Regions from separate parts of the Mus musculus genome. Here region 2 is linked to region 1. A link is a contact called in public HiChIP or PLAC-seq data. All regions are on one chromosome and are shown on one strand. The core of a region is the stretch at or near the end of the contact, and the rest is flanking DNA. Distances in the headings are between cores, read along the strand shown. Region 1 overlaps Rims2 (regulating synaptic membrane exocytosis 2). Region 2 overlaps Dpys (dihydropyrimidinase).

Region 1 (4,019 bases), core at 525-3,024:
GAGAGTCAAGTGCACAGCATATCAGATTAGAAGAGCTGATGGGAATGTAGTTAATTAAGTTAGCAGAATGAGAAAAATAAGGTTAGTGCATAGAAGTGAATCTAAAAAAGCTCAGCCAATCTTGAATACCGACACTAAAATAAAATACCATTAGTAAAACCAATATGATTGGTATGACCACATTTTTCAAGACATTACTCAGTCAAATTAAAACATGCAAATGCTTCCAACATCTAAGTATCTGAAGAAAGAATTTAATTGAGTCATCATTAAAAAGAGCTGGGTCCCACTCACACTGTGGTATTTCTCCATTTAATCAGAAAAAAAAGTTCATCTGTCAGGCCAATATTTCATTAAATCACTCCACCCTAGTTAAATGTTTAAATAAAAAAATAAAAAATAGTAAAATACAATACAACTCATTATAAGAATAGTACATGAAATATGAGGTTGTAGTTTGTCACTGAAAGTTAAAATTGTCATTTGATTTTGACAAATGTTTATCATGTTTATTTATAGTAAACATTTACTCAGATAATTCTTACAAATACCACATTATATATTGTTACTACAGTATCTTTTTAAGATTTACCTTTGGAAATCACCATTGACTAGAATAGATATGGCATACATTTGGATAATAATACTTTTCTAACTACTATTTGAGAAGTTGAAAAGCTTTTTACACAGTAACTTGAAATCAAGAAAACAAAGCCAATTAAATAAAGCTTTCAAAGAAAGTCTTTTAACATATTGGTGAAGCAGTCTGAGCTCAATTGACATAGGGAGATTTTATAACACAAAGTCATATTGAAATCTTCTGAATCAAATACACAAAATTCGTAAATACCACATTCAGTTCTTGACTAAGTAAATTATAGTCTTTGAATTATTTTTGAGGAAAAAAAACATGTTGGAATGCAAATATATTAGAACTGTAAGTCCTGACACAATTAATTCTTACAACAAATGTTTCTTTTATGAATGTCAAAAAAACAAAGTCTATTAAAAGAAAAGGATTAAAATATCTTAGAAAAGGATGAAAGCTAAAATAACTGGAAAAGGAATGATATTTTGATACCATAGCAATGTTGTTTTTTTATTATGTAAGCATATTTTCACATATCAAAATAAGATACTCCTCACAACTGCATTTCTAACTGGAGGCCCCTAATATGATTGAACACAAGACATAGATTTTGTGCCCTTCTCAAATGTACTCATGTGTATAAAAAAGTTACAAGCTGTATTTCCTTTTTCACTCTCATTACACCCATACTATGAAGAAGATAATTTAAAAATTAGATACATTAATAACAAAGGCTCATACGGAATTCTGTCACATTATTATTCTTTGATATGACATTTTCATATATAAACATTTAGCACAGTGCTAAAACAGTTTCATAACATGGTAGAAGTAAACTGGGAAGAATGGGGAAGAAAACAATTGTTTATAGGTACTTGCAGCTTCTCCAAGAGAATATTGGTTTTTGTTTTGTTTTGTTTTGTTTTTTCCAGAAAACACAGATTGCAATTAATGAAGCTTGCTTTCCTGTCCAGTATTTTACACTGTACACTGGGTTAATTTATATGGTTTCCATATTATATACTGCTTTTTAAATGATAATTTCGTCTCAATTTCACTCATTATTATAGTAAATAGTGGAAGCATAGAGAATTCAAGCGAACTTAGTCACAGAACAAATACAGCAGCAGGATCAGCATCAGAACAACAGGTTTCCCCTCACTGCTCTCTGAGCCACAGCCATGAGAGACAGTGAGTCACACAGGCAGGAAGACCAAGAGCCAGTGCTCTCACTGAGACCCAAACAGTTCATTGTAAACATTCTTAAGAAAAACCACCTCATTCCAATGGTCAAGAAACCTAGAATGATTTCAGGTTTATAGGTGATAGATCAGGACCTACATTCTTAGACACAGACATTTTATAAATCTTAGACAATACAAATTTTATATTGTTTGTAACAGGAATCAAGAGGATACATCTTGACCACCATCTTAGTACAACAAAGTATCCATTAAATCATTTTCATTATTCATGTAACTATGATACAGTGATACAGCTCGAAAGTATATATAAAATATAACTGTAGCAGACAGACTCAAGCAAATCAGAAACACTCCAAGTATAAATGCAGTTATATCAGCTCGGTGGCCTGCTTTCTTGCCTTCCTTATGATTATATTATATAGTAAGTGTTAAAACACTATCACTTAAAAAGAAACACTCAAAAGCATAAATCATACTTCAGCAATCATGTCTATATCATGCCACAATTTGTAAAACAAACAAACAAACAAACAAAACCCCACAACTCTTTTGTACATGGTATTCATGGTATTGTAATGAAGAGCAGACTCCACTGAGCCTTAAAAGCAGCTATGTGTCAACTTGTAGTTTCCCATACTCCAGTGGACTTAATGAGTCCTCTGCCACCCGAATGAAGTTGGGAAGGGGTATAAGGTAAGATGGAGAGGAAAATGAAGGTTATAATTATATTTAATTGTATACATGTGAGAAATTCTTAAGAATGAAGTCAACTTTAAAAAAGTTTTGTGTCTCCCCTCCAAACCTCCCATTCTCTAGCTTGCATTTGACTGTTACCATGTCACAAGTTACTATGTCCTCAGTGCTGTCAATGGTAATTAAGAGTGAATTCCTCTTTCAGGCAACAACCAGCTACCACCTAATATTAGTAAACCGGAATTTTAATTTACCCATAACTAGTTAAGAGCGATCACAGATAGCAAAATGTACCCTTTACCATAAGTGGTAACTTCTGTCAGTTACGGATAGATTTTGTTTTGGACGTAGCAAATACAAAGATCTTATAAAGTTCATTGCCTTTTTCTGTTCACTATAACACACGGAACAAGTTATTTTCACAAATCACAATGAAATATGAATTTAGAAAAATCATAAGCACTAGTTTATCACTATGTAGTAATCTTTCAAATACTTGGGATACAATGAAGTAGAAACATGACGAGTTTAAGTTCCTTAGGGCATTCAGCTCACACTAGTATGGGAATTTGTGAGGTGAGAGATTGACAATGACAGCTATAAAAGAAGATGGATGTTCCAAAAACGCCTGGATGAGCACATTCACAGGCAGGATGGCTTGGAGACAAGGCAGGAGAAAATGGCTCTGCTGCCTGTGGGAGGCCCTGAAACTGGTCACATGAAGGTCAGGTGATGGCCATATTTATTTCTAAGTGTGCTACTAGGACTTAAATCTAAAGCTCATCTGTTAATCTGCATCTTATTAAATATTACTTTGACTTACACATATTTTTCTCTATCACAATCTATAATCAGAAAATATGTAAAAGTAACTAAAAATAGAATCCTGATTAATCTTTCCAGATTTAAAGGACAAAGTATAAATTATAAGATTAATTTAGAATTATGCTTTAGATCAAATAAATCATATCTTCTTTCAAGAAATGTCAAGGTATTCAAGAATAAAAAATATAAAATATGAAAAATACCCAAGAAAATTGTATGTATAAAATTTATTAAAGTAAAAAATAAAATTCAGATAAATTTATAAATCATAATTCCAAAGGTAAATCAAAGAAAAATTCTTATCTACATCTAAGATGAAAATTCCACAAATATTGTGCTGTGGAAATGTTGATATTGGGAAGAAACCATCACTCATATCATATAAAGCTAAAGTAGAACTTACACAATAGCCACAGTAATTAGTAAAATCTCAGGAGTATGGAATATAACTAAGACATAAATAGTATATATGGTACTTCAATACAGCGTTTCATTGACTTGACTTACAAACAAACAAACAAACAAAAAAAAAAACAGCATAAAAAAAAAAAACCAACCAGGGCAAGAAAAATGCCTACAGACGGATAGGTTTAATCTTCAAACATAGTAGAAATCATTAAAGTGCTATTTTCACACATTTTGAATGACTGAAAATCTGTGAACCTATAGCACTTCCAAACATGTATTAAATGTGAAAAAGTCAACCA
Region 2 (4,072 bases), core at 1,120-3,619, 260 kb before region 1:
CACTATTGTCAACTGATAGAGTGCCACTACTGTCAGAGTCGATGAACTACTATTGCTATATCAGTAGCTAGAGCCCATCCTTCATTCAGGTTTGCTTAGCTCTTACCCAGCATTCATTTCTGTTCCAGGATCCCGTAGTAGATTTCATCAACATGTGTCCTGAGGCTGCCTGAGGTGGGACAATTTCTCTGCCTTTGCTTTTAATCTCTTTGCCAGTGTTAAGGAATCATATTCAAGTCTTTTGGAGAATGTCGTCATTGTGCTTTTCTTTCTGACGTTTTTTTCTCCTTCCTAGCCACAGGTTTCGGAAACAAATAATACAAAAGCCTCACTTTGCATTAGTCATGAAGAGTGAATGTGGCAGATGTGGTGCCACACAGTTGATGCTGTGCTGGGTACCTGGCTGGTGCAGTCTTTGCCAGGCATAGCTATGCGCCAGCATCTGCCCCTTCTGTATGGCACGCTTGGAGAGGAAGTTGCTGCATACAAGGCAAACTTAAGAAGTGAGGTGCTATGCCCTAGGCTTATGTTTGAAAAGGTACTTTGGAACTTGAGCTTGGTCAAGCTCAGCCCAGTAGCATGTCGGAGAATGTGGTTGGGCAAAGTGGAAGAGAGCGGCCTTCCACATGGCTCAGGAGGCAGGAGGGATTTGGCAGTGGCTGGGAGACACTGGGAAGATTGCCTTCAGTGACAGCTGTGCTTCGGAGGAAGTCAAGGGGGGCATCCCCTCACTCTGCTCTTTTTTTTTAATTCTTTTTTTTTAATTAGGTATTTTCCTCGTTTACATTTTCAATGTTATTCCAAAGGTCCCCCATACCCACCCCCCAACCCCCTACCCCCCCTCCCCCTTTTTGGCCCTGGCGTTCCCCTGTACTGGGGCATATAAAGTTTGCTCTTAATTATTGTACAGGATCCTTCAATAGTAACAGGATGCAGAGATGTATCCGTAAAAATGAGATTTTTCCAAGCGTGAGAGAGGATGCCCTGCTGGACTCCTTTCGTTCTCTTGAAGCAGACTTTGACTTCTGAGGCTGAGAGCTGTTTCTCAAGCAGAAGTAGCTGGAGCGTGAAGAGAACTGCTCTCCTGTTGTGCTCTCAAACGCACTCTGGGCTGTTTCGCCTTGGAGACAGGTTCTGAGAGTCCAGGCTATACTGGTCCTTCCTTTGGTCCAGGAAGAGGAGAGGGAATATAAGATGAGATAGTTTACTCTCAGAAGGGATGTGTTAAAAATACCGTTTGACAGCCACCAAACCCAGACACTATTGCATATGCCAGCAAGATTTTGCTGACAGGACCCTGATATAGCTGTCTCCTGTGAGGCTATGCCAGTGCCTGGCAAATACAGAAGTGGATGCTCACAGTCATCTATTGGATGGAACACAGGACCCCCAATGGAGGAGCTAGAGAAAGTACCCAAGGAGCTGAAGGGGTCTGCAACCCTATAGGAGGAACAACAATGTGAACTAACCAGTACCTCTCATTGTTGTGTCTCTAGTTGCATATGTAGAAGAAGATGGCCTAGTTGGCCATCATTGGGAGGAGAGGCCCCTTGGTCTTGCAAACTTTATATGCCCCAGCACAGGGGAACGCCAGGGCCAAGAAGTGGAAGTGAGTGGGTAGGGGAGCAGGGTGGGGGGGGGAGGGGTATAGGGGACTTTTGGGATAGCATTTGAAATGTAAATGAAGAAAATACCTAATAAAAAATTTTAAAAAAATGAAGCCGGGCGTGGTGGCACACGACTTTAATCCCAGCACTCGGAAGACAGAGGCAGGAGGATTTCTGAGTTCGAGGACAGCCTGGTCTACAAAGTGAGTTCCAGGACAGCCAGGGCTATACAGAGAAACCCTGGCTCGAAAAACAAAAAACAAACAAACAAAAATACTGTTTGAGAGGTTCAGAGCAGAGCGGTCCTGCATGAGGCCAGAGGGAGGTGTACTGTCACGTCACGTGGGATGAGAGTGGGCAGAGGATCCGTACCCGAGAGTCGAACTGAAGCTGAGGCAGAGTAAACTCAAGCACGGGGGAGGAGCAGGCGTCCAGGCTGCCTGAAGAAAGAAGAGAAGGCAGCCAGATGGCCTCCAATGTGAATTGTGTCTGTCATAGACTGAGCTGAATGTTCACAAAGTTAGCCTTGTGGAAAAGAATTATTTAATCAAGGGAAGAAATGGATTTATCCTACGATGGTGATTTTAACATTAGTTACAGTCCAGTGTTATATATGATTTCTGTTTTAACATATAATTAGACACTAGATGTTTTACTGCAAAATTCCTCAAATGCTTTTAGCATAAATGACAGAAGACGGCAATGTGCATTGAATCCCATATCCTGAAGGGGGCGCCCACAACCCGCACTGGGCTGCCCGATCTGCTGGTTATGTAAGGAGGCAGCCTCCTGAGAGAGGAAGCGATTGCTAACGCTCTGGGGGCTACATGGTACCTAGATGTTTCTGTGTGTTTGTTATTCCTGTTGGTTATTAACGGCACGTAGAAAACAGTGTGCTTGCCACATAGCCTGCTGCCCTAAAACCGGGTTTCATTAATGTCACCAAAGGAGGTCAGGAGAAAGAAAAGCCGGGCATCCACACTTTTCTCCTTCTGCTGCTTGTTTTGTAAATCTATAGAAGCTGCATGGTTCCAAGAGTGAGGCACTGACATCAGTGTGCTGATGGATCTCGAGAGAGGACTGGGAGTGGGCGTATGAGGGGAAAGGTAGGAAATCCTGATGAAAGATGACCTTAGACATAACAAGCCTGTAAAGAAAAAGTCCCTGCAAAACCAACTGCAATACCTCCTCTGTGTCATTGCACATTTAAAAAAAAAAAAAGGCTGCATTTAGTGCAAAGAGAACATTATCAACTTTTTTTTTTCTGCTTTGGAAATGAAGAGTCCCCTGTATTCAGTTTGACAGCTCATTGAGCCTGTGTCTATCTCTTGTGACAGAAGTGTGTGCCCTGTGCTTCACTGCTCCGGTCAAAGCTTTAGAGTTAAGGACATAGCCCTTTATCTAGTTGTTTGGCCTTTTTTGGGGTAGAATATTCTGGTACTTAGCTTATAGAGAAGAAATCAAGAGTGTGGGTTTCATGTGATATTGAAACAGAATTTTAAGGTGTCATATGGTTGAAACAGAGATCAGTCAAAATGGCCAACCTGTTAAAACTCTGATCAGAGAAAGGGGAATGTGAGCTGCCTGCAGGTCTGCAGGAGCAGCAGCAACTCGTGGTCTGGCAATTTAAGGCTCTCCTTTGAGCTCTGGTTCTTTGGTATTCATTAAAGAGCACTTAGTTACTATGGAAACTGTCCCTTTTCTGTATTTATGAGCTACAGGGCATCTCACAGCATCTCAAGCATACCAGCACAGCTGACTACTGTGTGCATTGAAACATTTGATGAAGACTTCTAGCCGCTCTGTATTCTGCAGAGGAGGCATATTTTTGTTTCCAGTTATTTGGGGTTTATTATTTTTTTTAAACTCAATTACAGCAAGCTTTGACCTTGCATTCACCATTCTGGAAGGCATTGTGCTGCCTCTCCTGCTTAATTTCCGTCCTTTTCTCAGTGTAGATAGAGATAAACGAATTTAACTTTGTATTCAGTGAAGAGTAATGACTTGAAGATTATGAATGTGCCCCTGGGTTCTGCCTAGGAACCTTTGTATGAAATTGAGCAGGAGAGGGATGGTTCTCTAAGGGACATGGAGCAATAGGGAGTAAAAAGCATCATGAACCAAACAGTGAAGCTTAGGGTGTGTACATAGGGTCATATCATCAGGGAGAGCTTCAAAGAGACCGCTTGGCATTTTCCTTGGAGAAAACTAGATAACTCATTGTGTGCTATCTAATTTCTGAACTGTAATTCTTGTCTTCTTCCTCCAAAGAAGTATATGCATACACATGAGAGTGCACACACACCACACACACATGCACAAGCACATACATAAGCACACCTAAGTACACACACAAGCACACACACAAGCATACACACACCACACACACAAGCATACACACACCACACACACAAGCACACACACACCAAACACAGACAAGCACACACACAAGCACACACACAAGC

What was found. HiChIP or PLAC-seq counts read pairs in DNA pulled down with a chosen protein or histone mark.
Region 2: a contact with region 1 is called in a FOXA1 HiChIP or PLAC-seq map of pancreatic cancer cells. The contact joins two enhancer-like sites. A contact is called at or near these places in 2 of 484 Hi-C or Micro-C datasets (bone marrow-derived macrophages and gonadal supporting cells), 3 of 115 datasets of contacts at active chromatin or transcription factors (VIP interneurons, neural progenitor cells and pancreatic cancer cells) and 1 of 9 other capture datasets (embryonic stem cells).

The regions. Positions count from the first base shown.
Region 1 is chr15:39,550,911-39,554,929 of GRCm38.p6, reverse strand. All of the region lies in intron 19 of Rims2 (regulating synaptic membrane exocytosis 2), which reads right to left. Among named protein-coding and RNA genes, the nearest start is that of Dcstamp, 190 kb to the left of the region's middle. Within about 2 kb of position 1,774, at least 6 of the 459 cell types and tissues checked have an H3K27ac peak or open chromatin away from gene starts, as enhancers often do. A contact at or near this core is called in pancreatic cancer cells, where this site is marked.
Region 2 is chr15:39,815,533-39,819,604 of GRCm38.p6, reverse strand. All of the region lies in intron 7 of Dpys (dihydropyrimidinase), which reads left to right. Among named protein-coding and RNA genes, the nearest start is that of Gm16291, 21 kb to the right of the region's middle. Within about 2 kb of position 2,369, at least 69 of the 459 cell types and tissues checked have an H3K27ac peak or open chromatin away from gene starts, as enhancers often do. A contact at or near this core is called in pancreatic cancer cells, where this site is marked.